Regions from separate parts of the Mus musculus genome. Here all the other regions are linked to region 3. Evidence: chromatin contacts called from public HiChIP or PLAC-seq data. All regions are on one chromosome and are shown on one strand. Each heading gives the region's core, a stretch centred on a gene start, on an enhancer-like site or on the middle of the called end of the contact. The rest is flanking DNA. Distances are from core to core; before and after follow the strand shown. Region 1 holds the start of F11r (F11 receptor). Region 2 has its middle 12 kb from the start of Ly9. Region 3 holds the start of Igsf8 (immunoglobulin superfamily, member 8).

Evidence for each region. HiChIP or PLAC-seq counts read pairs in DNA pulled down with a chosen protein or histone mark.
Region 1: a contact with region 3 is called in a FOXA1 HiChIP or PLAC-seq map of pancreatic cancer cells. The contact joins the promoter of F11r here to the promoter of Igsf8 in region 3. A contact is called at or near these places in 1 of 39 promoter capture datasets (embryonic stem cells) and 1 of 115 datasets of contacts at active chromatin or transcription factors (pancreatic cancer cells).
Region 2: a contact with region 3 is called in an H3K4me3 HiChIP or PLAC-seq map of pro-B cells, with 6 times the contacts expected there. The contact joins the enhancer-like site here to the promoter of Igsf8 in region 3. A contact is called at or near these places in 2 of 115 datasets of contacts at active chromatin or transcription factors (T-cell acute lymphoblastic leukemia and pro-B cells).

What each region holds. Positions count from the first base shown.
Region 1 is chr1:171,435,669-171,439,527 of GRCm38.p6, forward strand. F11r (F11 receptor) reads left to right here and starts at 1,893. Exons shown (of 10, transcript NM_172647.2): 1 at 1,893-2,033. The coding sequence starts at 1,973. Gm26641 (predicted gene, 26641) reads right to left here and starts at 1,654. Exons shown (of 2, transcript NR_151523.1): 1 at 1,574-1,654.
Region 2 is chr1:171,617,076-171,621,115 of GRCm38.p6, forward strand. No RefSeq gene overlaps it. Among named protein-coding and RNA genes, the nearest start is that of Ly9, 12 kb to the left of the region's middle. Within about 2 kb of position 2,151, at least 101 of the 459 cell types and tissues checked have an H3K27ac peak or open chromatin away from gene starts, as enhancers often do. A contact at or near this core is called in pro-B cells, where this site is marked.
Region 3 is chr1:172,311,033-172,315,021 of GRCm38.p6, forward strand. It overlaps Igsf8 (immunoglobulin superfamily, member 8), which reads left to right and starts at 1,335. Exons shown (of 7, transcript NM_080419.2): 1 at 1,335-1,561. The coding sequence starts at 1,504.

The DNA of each region.
Region 1 (3,859 bases), core at 643-3,142, 870 kb before region 3:
TAAAGGATGAATTAAAGGCCTTCAAGCCAGGTGTCCTGGAGGAAGCCCAGTCTTCAACAAACACTGTCGTGCATGCTTAACCATTAATGCAAAAATATGCTCGATGACCCTGCAGCTCACCCAGCCCCTCCCTCCTTTTGCAGTTTTACCCTTTAAAAATGCAACACAGCTTCCTTGGGGATGTGGTTCAGACCCCCAACTTGGCCACCTCCTGACCGCTCAGAAAATAAGGCTTCTGTTTTGACGTTTCTGTCTCTGAAGTGAGCCTTCTCAGCTTCCATCCAGAACCCAACAGGTATAGTGAGTGGGTCATACTGTAATCTTGGTATTCAGGGAGGCTGAGACGTCCTAAGTTCAAGGATATTTGGGGCCATATGTGAGTTGCAGAGCAGCCTGGGCTAAAGCAAGATCAGGCCAAACAAATGCCAAAACTGTGTATAAGTCTCAGTTTAGGACTTCAACTTTCTTTGAGGGTGAATAACAAGTTTGCCCTTGGCAGATACCCAAATATTTGTTTCAGTTTAGTAGTACAAAGTTTCTTTCTTGGTTACACACTGTCCTGTTTATTTTAACTGCCAACCTTGAAGTCAGAAATGTTGTTTTAATTTATTTATACTTTCCAGTCTCATCCAGGAGATGCTTGGTAAACTTGCTGATTGTTGTTGCTGTTGGTGGTGGTTTTTTGAGACAGGGTCTCACACTGCATCTCTGGCTGTCCTGGAACTCACAATGTAGATCAGGCTGGTCTTGAACTCACAAAGATCTACCTGCTTCTGCCTCCCCAGTGCCGGGATTAAAAGCATGGGCTACCAAGCCCAGTGTAGCATGCACTCTTAACTGCTAAGTCATCTCTCCAGCCTGTTTTATTTTTGAAATGGGGTCTCTTGTAGCTTAGGCTATTCTCTGATTTGCTACCTTGTCAAGGATAGCCTTAAACTCCTAATCCTGCTGTCCCTGTCTTTTACAGTCCTGGGATTACAAGCATAAACACTAGGTTGGGTTTTTTCCCCCTTTCTATCCTTCTCCTCCTCCCCTCCCACCCCCTTCCCTTCCTCTGAGAAAGGGTCTCATGAATCCCAGGCTGGTCTACGGCTTATTAGATACCTAAGGCTGAGCCCCCAATCTTTCTGTACTTACATACCTCTTGGCATAGCCATTTTTATAGGAAGATCCACAGTTTGAGGCCAGCCTCAGCGACATAGCTAGCCCTGGTCTAGAAAACAAAAGCTAATCCAAATGTAAGGCCCAGCAAAGGAGCTGCTGACATAGATCCTATGTGTATGTATAAAAGACATATTCCCAGTCCTCCCAAGAAGTATGGGTCAGCTTTTATTATCTGGATGCTTCCTGTATCCGTCTATGTAGGTTTCTTTTTGAGAGCAACCCAGTTTGGGATAGTCAAGATGTCTCTCTTGTCTCAACCCTCTCCCTACACCTTCCTATATTAATTTGTGTTTTTCACTTACCAAGGGGGAGGGGACCAAAGATTCTGCACCATCAAGCAATTGAAAAGTAATGGAAGAGAAATCAACCAAGCACATTCCTGCATCTCACAGGCAGTGACCTTACTCACCTTCTCTTTAGAGATGACTATCGAGGGCCTGGCAGTCCGAAAGGCTCTATCTGCATGCCTTGCTGCCCAATTGGGATGCCCTTACCTGCCGAAGAGGAGGCCTTGGTTTCTTTAAGCGACAGTCTCCTGGGCCAACCAGAGGTCTCTAGAGGTGAAAGCCACCAATCGGACTCAAGAAGGAGGAAAGTTCGGGGTTGCACCTGCGTACGGTGAGTCACTCATCGGAGCTCCCTCTCTTTTCACCAATCGGAACGCGGGGAAGCCGGGCGCCGCCCACCGGGCGTGGAGAGAAAGGCGGGCCGGGCTTAACCTGGCTGCTAGAGTCCAGCCCAGGGCAGTGGATCGCGAGGCTGTTCCCATTGGAGTTGCTGTGCCCGTCGCGTCGGGATTGTAACTGTAATGGGCACCGAGGGGAAAGCCGGGAGGAAACTGTTGTTTCTCTTCACGTCTATGATCCTGGGTGAGTTCCTAGAGTTTTTGGAGGATTAGGTGGGTCCGGGGAGAGGCTGGAAGAGGACGATCCCCACGCGCCGACGGGAAGGGAGGAGTCCAGAAACCTGCCTGCCTGCCTCGCCCTGGGAGTCCACTTTTCCGCCCGGGTCTGGTCACTCTCCGTTCCCCTCCCCCACCGGGAGACTGGCTGGCTCCCTTCGCCCAAGCCGGTGATCTGTGACCCTACCTCCCACTCGGTGCCGGGAGTACCCTCTCTGCGGAAGCACCAAAAATAACCCGGGAGGGTCCATGGTTCTGGGTCTCCCCTAACGACCCGAGGACCCTCCCCAAACCCAACTATTTCGCTAGCCGTTCTTCTCCATAGTATACGTCTGGGAAGGTCTATCCTGCCCTTCCGACATTCTCGGAGATCTCAGAGAAACCTTGAGCCTCTCACCCGGACTCCCTTGGCTCAAGTGCCCTAGAAGGAAATGTAATGAGGAGGGGGGTGGGCTGGGTAGGGAAGATTTCTTTTCCTGGCTTTTGTAGAAGGGTTTCTTCCTCTTGTTAAGTAGTAGACCTTCTGGGATTAATGCCGAGGTTCGGCGTCTGAAGAAGAAATGAATTCTCTAAAATTTCTCAGATTCAGAATTCCTTTCTTGACTAGGTAGCAAAGAGTCGTTAATTAAGGTTGTTGACGGAGTAAGGATTCCCTGGGGCAAGAGTAGGTCTATTGGTTGGCTGGATCTCCTTAGAGCCAGAACTCTGCCCTCCCCCTTGCCCGGAATGAGAGTTTTTTTGTTTCTTTGTCGACTCCTTTTCCTGAGAAACAGCCAGGCTCGCATGCTGGGGCATGACTATCTCGAGGTGTGTTTGTATGAGGTTGAGTGTGAGGTAGGTTGGTTTGTTCCCTTGGTCAGTGTGTGTCAGCACCTGTATATTTATCTGTCTCCTTTCCCTGCCGCCACCACCCTTCGGAGCCGAGGACCAAACCCAGGGACTTGGGTGTGCTATGTCTGGTTCCTGAGTGTCACACACTCCTGTTGTTGGAATGTGTTCCGTATGAATCTGTTTCCCTTCACGGTTAGTATTTTAGAGAGGATAAAGGAAATAAACCATTACAGTCAGTATCGCTGTCTTCTAAAGGCAGTTCGTTTTGGTAACCTTTTTGGAGAACAATCATAAGACTAAGTCCCCAAGATGGAGAGATGGGTCCCTTGTTTCTCATTACAACTGTAAAGCTTTGGAGTGGCCTAGACAATAGGTGAGTCTACTTCTCTACATTGTACAGATAAGGAAATTAATCTGTGGAGAGGAAATGACCTTCCCAGTTTTACAAGAGGGTAAGAAGCTGGGGATGGAACCAGAGCCCTCTGACTCCCATTCCTGGAGATCCAGCGTCTCAGGCATGAGGCATAAGAAGGATCTAAACTACTCTTTCAGAATCAGCTCTCTTGTTATTAATGAAATCCCTTCCACTAGAGTCTCTCACTTCACCTTTGAATTCTACTACTGTTTCTCCGTCCCCTCCTCCTTTCTTTGCCCGGCCATCACTTGTTTCATTTCTGTTCATATCTTAGATTGCTAGCCACACCCACATTCCTGTTTTGTGTACTGTTTCCTCTGGATCAAGGACCGTAGTTGTTAGACTTACGTAAAGCCCTGGAGCGACTTCCTTCCAACCCCTTTCCTCCTTCCTTTTCTCTTCCCCTAATTTCCTACGTTAATTCTAGCACTCACCACCAAAGAGAAGGATGGTGACAAGATCATTTTGAGCAGGCAGCGGTGGTTCCAAGGAAGCCTGAGTGAGGTGGGGCATTTATTTGCTTGGCAGGGCAGGGGGCCCTAGGGAAA
Region 2 (4,040 bases), core at 901-3,400, 690 kb before region 3:
GAAGTTGGCCCAGCCTCATGATGTGACCCCGAGATCTGGCACCCGTGACAAGGGACATTGCACTGTCACCCTGACGTGTGGCAGAAAGCAGAGGAGGCAGCTGGACACTGCTGAGTGCCAGGACTGTATTGTCCCACAGAGGGTCTGTTCTCAGTGTCCCCGTGTGAGTCCTGAGGACGGTGCTGGAGCTTTGCGTGTCCTGTTAAGAATCTAGTCAGTAACAGTAGCGCCAACCCTGTCATTGTGCCAACCCCCTGCATGGGTGCCTGGCTGCCCAGAAATCTGAGCATGCCCCTTTCACAGCAGCTTTGGTGTGGACGGAGAGAGATGCTGGAGAAGGAATCCTGCCCCCCTCCCCAAATCCACCCCCAAGGAAGCCTGAGAAAGAGGTTTAACACCTTTGCAAGAGCAAGGTGCTGTCGGGACAGATGGGCCTGGGCCTGTGTGATCATAGGTAGGCAGGAATAGCAGGGCTTGAGGCTTCCCCGTGTGCGTAGGAGGAATGGACACAAAAGCTCTGTTTTTCTTCCTCTGGCTTCAGGGTCAAGAACCCTACTGCAAACCACAGAAGGTGAGACAGTGATTGACACCCTGGGGGAGTTGGCCTGTCTTACTGGAGCTCCAGGAAGTGTAGGAGGTGGGAAATGTTACTTGGAGCTCCGAAGGGCTGGTTGTTGTTCTGCAGCTAGGACTGGGATATTCCCAAGCACTACAGGGACTGATTAAACCATGGCCATTCTCTTCAGAACAACCCCAACCCCTTAGGGCTGAAGGATGCTAGGCCCTACAGAGCCTGGGAAACTCTCTGTAGTCCCCTGATGAACATCAGCGAGTCTATGGTGAGGAGAGTGGAGAGACCAGCATTTGGTCCTTTGCTTTACCTCTGCTCTGCTTGGCCAATCCCAGGCTTCCTTACAGCTTGAAACTTCTCGATACAGAGATGCTGAAGAAGAGCCCAGTATCACTGCCAGCTCAGAGATTGTGAGGAATGGGACCTTCATGCTTGCCCCAGTCTGCTCTCTGGAGCAGGCTGGAGAGGATGTTAGTACCACTAGGACCTCCATGGCCAGGGGGCAGTTGTCTCCCGTGGGGGGACTACTCTCAATGTTTTATGGAGATGTGGTGACAGTGACCACTGCACTGCCAAGAATCCTGTCAGCCAGAGCTCCAGCTCTGGTCTCACCAGCCTCTCCTGCTCAGGTGATGTCTTCTTCCTGTGTTTCTCTTATTTCTGGGCATTCTTGGTCCATTGTTGTAGCTTGTTAAAAGACCCTCACCCACAAAGAGCACAGAGACCGCCATCGTTGCAAAATGCATGAGGATTTTACTTATCCAACATGTTGGGGAACCCCCTCTCAGCCGCAAGCCGAAAGAGAGACCCAGAACAAAGAAAGAACACACTTTGTATACCTTTGTAAGGGCCAGATATAGGCACCAGGGTAGCCTGGCTTATTTTAATTGGTGTAGCCAATAACCTTTTTAGACATTGGTTGGTTTGTATAGGGTGACTCTTATTTTGTCTGTCCTTGTGGGTTTTTTTTTTTTTTAGAGTGAGGTGGGGCAGGGGAATTGTCAATCTTGTTTTGGAAGCTAAGTCATTTCAACCTTTAAAACTATGTTTCTATATTTGTTTAGTTAGCCAGCTTTTTATCTGGCTCTGTACTTGGCCTGCTAGTATAGTTTGGAAAGTCCTTTTGAAGGGGGAAGGTACAGGGTAGTCTTGAATTTATTTTGGATATTACACCATCTATCCTTGACCTGCCTTCCTCTTGGATCCAAAAGCAGCTGAAGAAAAGTGGGGACACTGGTTTGTAGCAAGGAGTATTTAAGGTAGCAAGAGATGTAGTCTCTGGAGCTACCATCCCTGGGCCTGGGCCTATCCTTCTCTGTTAGCCTCAGATCTGCCAAACCTCCCCTTGCCCAGACTCAACTAGGCTCCTGCTGGTTCCTGGGACTCTGTGAGAGGAGACCCTTCCCCATCCTCACTCCATCTTGCAGAATTCTCCTGCCCCGCTTCTGACAGGGACTTGAAGTGGAAGTTTCTGGTAGTGGCATGTGATGCAGATTCACATGGTGTCTTGCTGAGGCGAGAGCCGTGGGAGGACACGTGGTGTTTGGGGAGAGTATAAATAGGACTCAGTAGACAGTGATGGCGGGCTTGCATAGCTAGGCTTGCAACACTTTGTTGGTTTCGTTTCTGCACTGCCAAGGGCGGACTCCTTTGACTTCTCCTTTCAATTTGGCATGGTTAGAAACACGGGGAAACCAGTACAGTCCTCACCTCTACCTGCTCTTGCTTACATTCTCTTTATTGCTGTTTCAAGACACCATTATGGCCTGTCAACCACACTCACTTGTCTCTATCCAGCTTGAATTGTCAGAGGTGTACTTTTAAATGAAGATATGCATGCACTAATTTCATGCTTAATACCCCCCGATGCTGCAGGGAAACGGGAGATGCAGACCTAATGGTGTAAAACTTCAGATAGAAGAGGGTATGGGTTTGGGGATCTATTAGACAGCAGTGTGACTATAGCCAATAGCAATGTGGTATAGGGTCATGGCTTGGTTGGCTAGCATGTGTGAGACCACATAGAAAAATATTTCAAAACAACTAATAATAATCCACAGATGTCCCTCTATGAAAATTATAGTAAGCATGGTAAGGGATATGTTAATTTGAATTAATCATGTACCACTGATTGCACATGCATACAACATTACATTTTAGCCCTTAAATGTATACAGTTATGTGTCAATCAAAATGAGGCTAAAAATAAAAGGAAGCAGAAAATAATAGAAACTAAAACCACATTATCAAGACTGGGATGTAGCCGAGTGACAGACTGCCAGGTTTGGCACGGTGTTGAGTTTCTTCACTGGAAATAAAATTTAAAAACTAGAAACCCCTTGTGGTATCTGCCTGAGGTGTAACGATTTTAGCATCTTTGATCCATTTTAGCAAACATGTACACTAAGTATATCCTAACATTCTATAAGTTTTAGTGCAGACACTGTGCAGAAGAGGTGTGGCTGAGAGCCCATGCCTTCAGGAACTCAGTTACAGTCATTACAACCTGCTCCTCATGAGTGTATTGGTCACTTCGTCTTTCATTTGAGCTTTAGCAGGATGCTGTGTTGTCCACGTACGGCAGTGACTGCGCTGCATTGCGGGCTCAAGTGTTGGGCTTTCTTGTGAGCAAAGCCTGTCTCCTTTTCTCTGCAGCTCCAATACATAACATGTAATACCTAAGCTAACAAAGGTTAGCCTGACAGCAAGTGTTGATGGGGCGCCTGTGCTGGGTATATGGGATGTGAGGAGACATGGTAACTGACTTCATGCATTCACATTCTCTTTTCCTCTCTGTGGAGCCTGCATATTCCAGTTCCTGAGCATCTGCAGTTCCCAGATTCCTCTTTCTTTTTAAATTTTTTTTATTTTTTTAATTAATTAATTTTTTTATTAGGTTATTTATTTCATTTACATTTCCCAAAAGTCCCCCACACGCTCCCCCACATGCTCCCCCACCCACTCCCCAACCCACCCACTCCCACTTCTTGGCCTTGGTGTCCCCCTTTACTGAGGCAGATAAAGTTTGCAAGTCCAATGGACCTCTCTTTCCACTGATGGCCGACTAGGCCATCTTCTGATACATATGCAGCTAGAGACACGAGCTCCAGGGGGTACTGGTTAGTTCATATTGTTGTTCCACCTATAGGGTTGCAGATCCCTTTAGCTCCTTGGATACTTTCTCTAGCTCCTCCATTGGGGGCCCTGTGATCCAACCAATAGATGACTGTGAGCATCCACTTCTTTCTAAGGGGACCTGCCACTCGCTCATACCTCTGGCTTTTCTGTCTTCAATATCTTTCCCTCTTTCTCCATCTTCTCATTTTTTTCCGTTTCCTTCTCGCCCAATTCCTAATCTGTGTCATTGTTCATCCACCTTCCTTCCTACTCTGCATCCTGATGAGGCAGGAATTCTTTTCCTTTTCATCCTGGGAGTTCTGGAGGTTAAGTTGATCTGACTGGTGACTTT
Region 3 (3,989 bases), core at 85-2,584:
CCGGTACCAGAAAGTCATTCAATCCACTCAACCTCCAGCTAAAGGGAGAATGCTTTCTCCCAAAGTCTCCCGGTAGCTTGCAGTTTTCACATGGCTCAACATGGCTTCTAGAGAAACAGTGTGAAGAAACCAGGCTTGGGATATATCCAGGTGACAAGGAGCAGGTCCCTTAGCCTCTTGCTAGGCAGTCTTGGGCGACCAGGGTTGGAGTTCTGACTTCCCTATAGATTCCCTATCAGTGTTTCTCTGTGGTTGCTGAATGTGGCTTCCACTGGCAGCCCCACGAATACGACTTCTGAGAAGAGGAAGTCACCGCTGGCCCGGATCTCTTTTCCTGTCTGTGCCTCAGTTTTCTCAATAGGAAGCAGTAAGCGAGGGAGCAGGGGTGAAGGGGACAAGTAGGGAATGGAGGTGAAGATCTAGACGTGTTCTAGGCCACTTCCCCCTAATGGGCACTTCCGCGCCCTGGTTTTGCAGGCTGAGCCGCCCCTTCTTCCCATCCTGGCCCCACCCTACTCTCCGCCTTTTTCACAGTTGGAGACATGGCTTTGGGAAGAGGTTTCTCTTCCTTTTTCCTACCTCCAGGCTAGCTCCACCTTCCCCAGCAAAGAGGTGTGTTACGTCCTCTCGTTGGAGACTCCAATTGGTAGAAAGCAGTTTAACGCAAAAACAAAACACCCCCATAGTTACCGTGTGCATGAAACGTATGTGCATGATCTCAGCTAATAATCGCCGTAACTCCTCGAGTGTTTACAATCTCTGTTCCGTACGTGGCGGGGGGGGGGGGGGAAGTGAGCTTGAAAGCATTGAGCTGAACAAGGATCTTCCAGCTAGGAAGTCTGGACCGCTAACCCACTTCCCTTTCGCTTTGCATTCTGACCGGGTATTAGAACAGATTTCCAGCGATCTTCCAGGACTCTGAAGCCCCTTTGGGTCCGCTTCACGTCCAGGAAACCGTGGGTCAGGCCATGCCTACATAAATCAGCAGGGTTTGCTGCCAAGACTCAGTGGCCCACATCACCCAATTGGATTCTGAGTGCGTAACCACAGTCACCCCATCATGCATCCCCAGAGGCCCTGCAAGCACCCCATTCTCCCTGGAAGGCTGGCAGGTGCAGGGCGGGGTGCCCTCTGAGCGAGGAAATGGGGGTAGAGGAGCCCAGGTGCCGCCAGTTCGCCCAGCCTGAGGCCAGAGGCGGAGCCACCATCAGGGTCGAAGTCTGGCCCAGGCGACGGCCTGGGGCGGGGCGAGGCGGGGGCGGGGCCGGGCAGCGGGGCGCGGCTGGGACTGGTCTCCCGAGCTGCGGAGGGCGGGAAGAGCGGCGGGAGGAGGGGAAGAAGGGTGGAGGGCGGGGAGTTGGCGGCTCCCGCTCGGCTGGGCTCTGCGCACCCACGCTTCACTGCTCCGCTTTCTGCCCCCCACCTGGGCATGCGCCCCCCGCGGCCCTGGCCCCCCAGAGCCCACGCCGCCCCCAGGAGTCTCCTCAGAGCCGCCTACGCAGAATGGGCGTCCCTAGCCCCACGCCGCTGAGTTCGCTCCTGCTGCTGCTGCTAATACTTGGTAAGCCAGGTGGTGGTCGCCGCGTCCCTGTCCCGGCCGGGTAGGTGCCTAACACCGTGCAGCCCACCAGCCCACCTTCCTAGCATTTCAGAGCTGGTTGCATCCCTACTTCTCCAACAGACGTGCCTCCACTGTCTCTGGGCTCGGCGTCTCGCTTCCTTTTGCGCCTGTCTGCCCAATCAGTTATGGGGAGGGTGGTGGTGTCCTCGCTCTAGGTTCCTAGCTGGGGCATATGGGCGACCTACTGAGGTATCCCCTGAGACACCATCGGGCCTCCGGAGGCAGGCACCACTTCTCATCGGTTACACCCAGCGTCTGGGGTCGTTGCTACCAAATACCGTGACAACCTTCTGCCCCACTCTCGGCTCAAGGCCTGGTTTTGGGTGTTTGCTCTGCGTGGGCAGTGCCTGGCGGTCTTCATAATTGCCTAGAGTTGGCTGGAGGCCCAGGGGCTGATTCTGACCACGATCTCTGAAAAAAGTCTCCCCAACACCCCCACCTCCCAATATAACATGTCACCATCTGAGGCTTCTTCCCTCACGTGTCTCCACCCTGGGCCAGTTCCCTCTTTGCCCTTCTTCCACGCTCCCAGATATTTGCCTGGTTGTCAGACTCAGTTGGTCCCAACATCCCTGCCTCAGGAGAAACCAGGCTCCATGGAAACTGAACCTGGGATCTCTAAGCACCCAGTGTCTGTCCTGGTGGGTGTTTATGATGGTGTGTTTTCTGGGCCAACCTTGCGTCATGTCTGGTGTGTGTGTGTGAGTGTGAGTGTGTGTGTGTTGAGGCCTGTGGAGGTTGCTAACATTACCATGTTTGGGGTCTGACTTGGAGGGCTCCCTGTAGGAGGTGTTCTGGGAAAGATATGGCATGGAGCAGTTGCCAGGAGACTGAAGCCCTTGAAAGGAACGTGTGTGTGTGTGTGTGTGTGTGTGTGTGTGTGTGTGTGTGTTATGCATATGGAGAAGATACTATAGTGGGGCACCCCAACCTCCTTCTCTGGTTTATACCAGAACTGCGCAGTGTTGTACAGAATGGTTCCTTGGGCTTCTTGGGGCCAGGATGAAAACTCCTTTGGGAACAAGGCGGGAGGCAGAGTGATGTAGGGAGTTGAAGGAGCTGTGGGGCTTGGTTGCCTAGCGATTGCTTCTTTTCCTTTGGGCTTAACCCGAGCAGGGATGAGCCCAGGGGTGGTTGGGAGGAGTGAGTGTTATTCAGGGGCGGGAGAGGAGCTGAATGTCATCTTAGCCCACTGCAGCCAGCACTGGCATTCACTTCACAGATGATGTGAAATACCACTGTGTATCCAGTGAGGGTGGGGGGTGGATTTGAACTCAGAACTGACTCCAAAGCAGACCTTTGGCTGTTAGAAAGGAGGCAGCCCAGCCATTGAGAACCTTGTAGCAGCCTATGTTCTGAGGCTGTGGGGACAACTTTCCCATGGGGATCTCCAAGCATCAGCTTGTGTGGAGCCAGGAAGGTGGGAGGGGACCTTCTCAGCAGAGTTTACCCATGGGCAGCCAGGATGGTGTCAGCTTGGCTGCCTTAACCATCCTCCTGATTATGAAATGTGCCTGGAGCGATATGTGCCTGAGTCACACACATATACTCACGGGTTCAACATCAGAACTGGGAGCTCTTAGTGCTGAGAGATAGAAACTGAGACCCAGGAGAGGAAAGGGTTGGTCCCATGTTGGCTTTCTGACTCTAGCCTCTGCTTCAGGCGGTGGTCATGTGTTCTCTGCGTGACGTAGCCAGAAGAAGGAAAGGAGCGAGAACTGTAGAGCAGGCTCTCAGGCTCTTGGGTGGTTTCCTCCAGGGCCAGTAGCAAGCTGTGGACTTACCCCTGGAAATCCGGGAAATTACAGTTTTGTAAACCAGGGCTCTCCTTGGAAGCATCTCCGCCTTCTTGGTTTTGTCCCTCTTCAGGGGTGTGTAGAGGCCCTCCAGAGAGGGCAGGGACTTGGCCACAATGTCACATTTCACTTTACTTTTCTCATCTAGAAGAGAGATGGTTCTCACGGCCAGGCCTTCCGTGTTGGCTGGGAGAGAGCTCTAGACTCACATCTGTGGTTAGAACCTAGTGGCAGTGCTCCCTAGAGGTGCTCTCTGGGAGTTTCTTCATTTCTCTCATCTGAGGAATGATTGACAGCCCTTCTTGCATTCTAGGGTTCTGCGGTCTTACCTAGAAGTAGTGGAGAGGAGAAAGAAGCTGGACAGTCCAAGGTTTTGGAACCGGCTGTCTGTTGGAACAGGGGGTGGGGTAAAATGGGTGGAGGGAGGGAGAGAGAGAGAAGGGGGAAGGGGGAAGGGGCAGCAGGTGTTTGGGGTCTCCTTATTGAAAGGAGGTCTATGCAAATGCTGCGCAGATAGGCAAATCATATGTAAATGAAAGCTTTTGTTTGGGGGGCTGTGCATAGTGCATCAT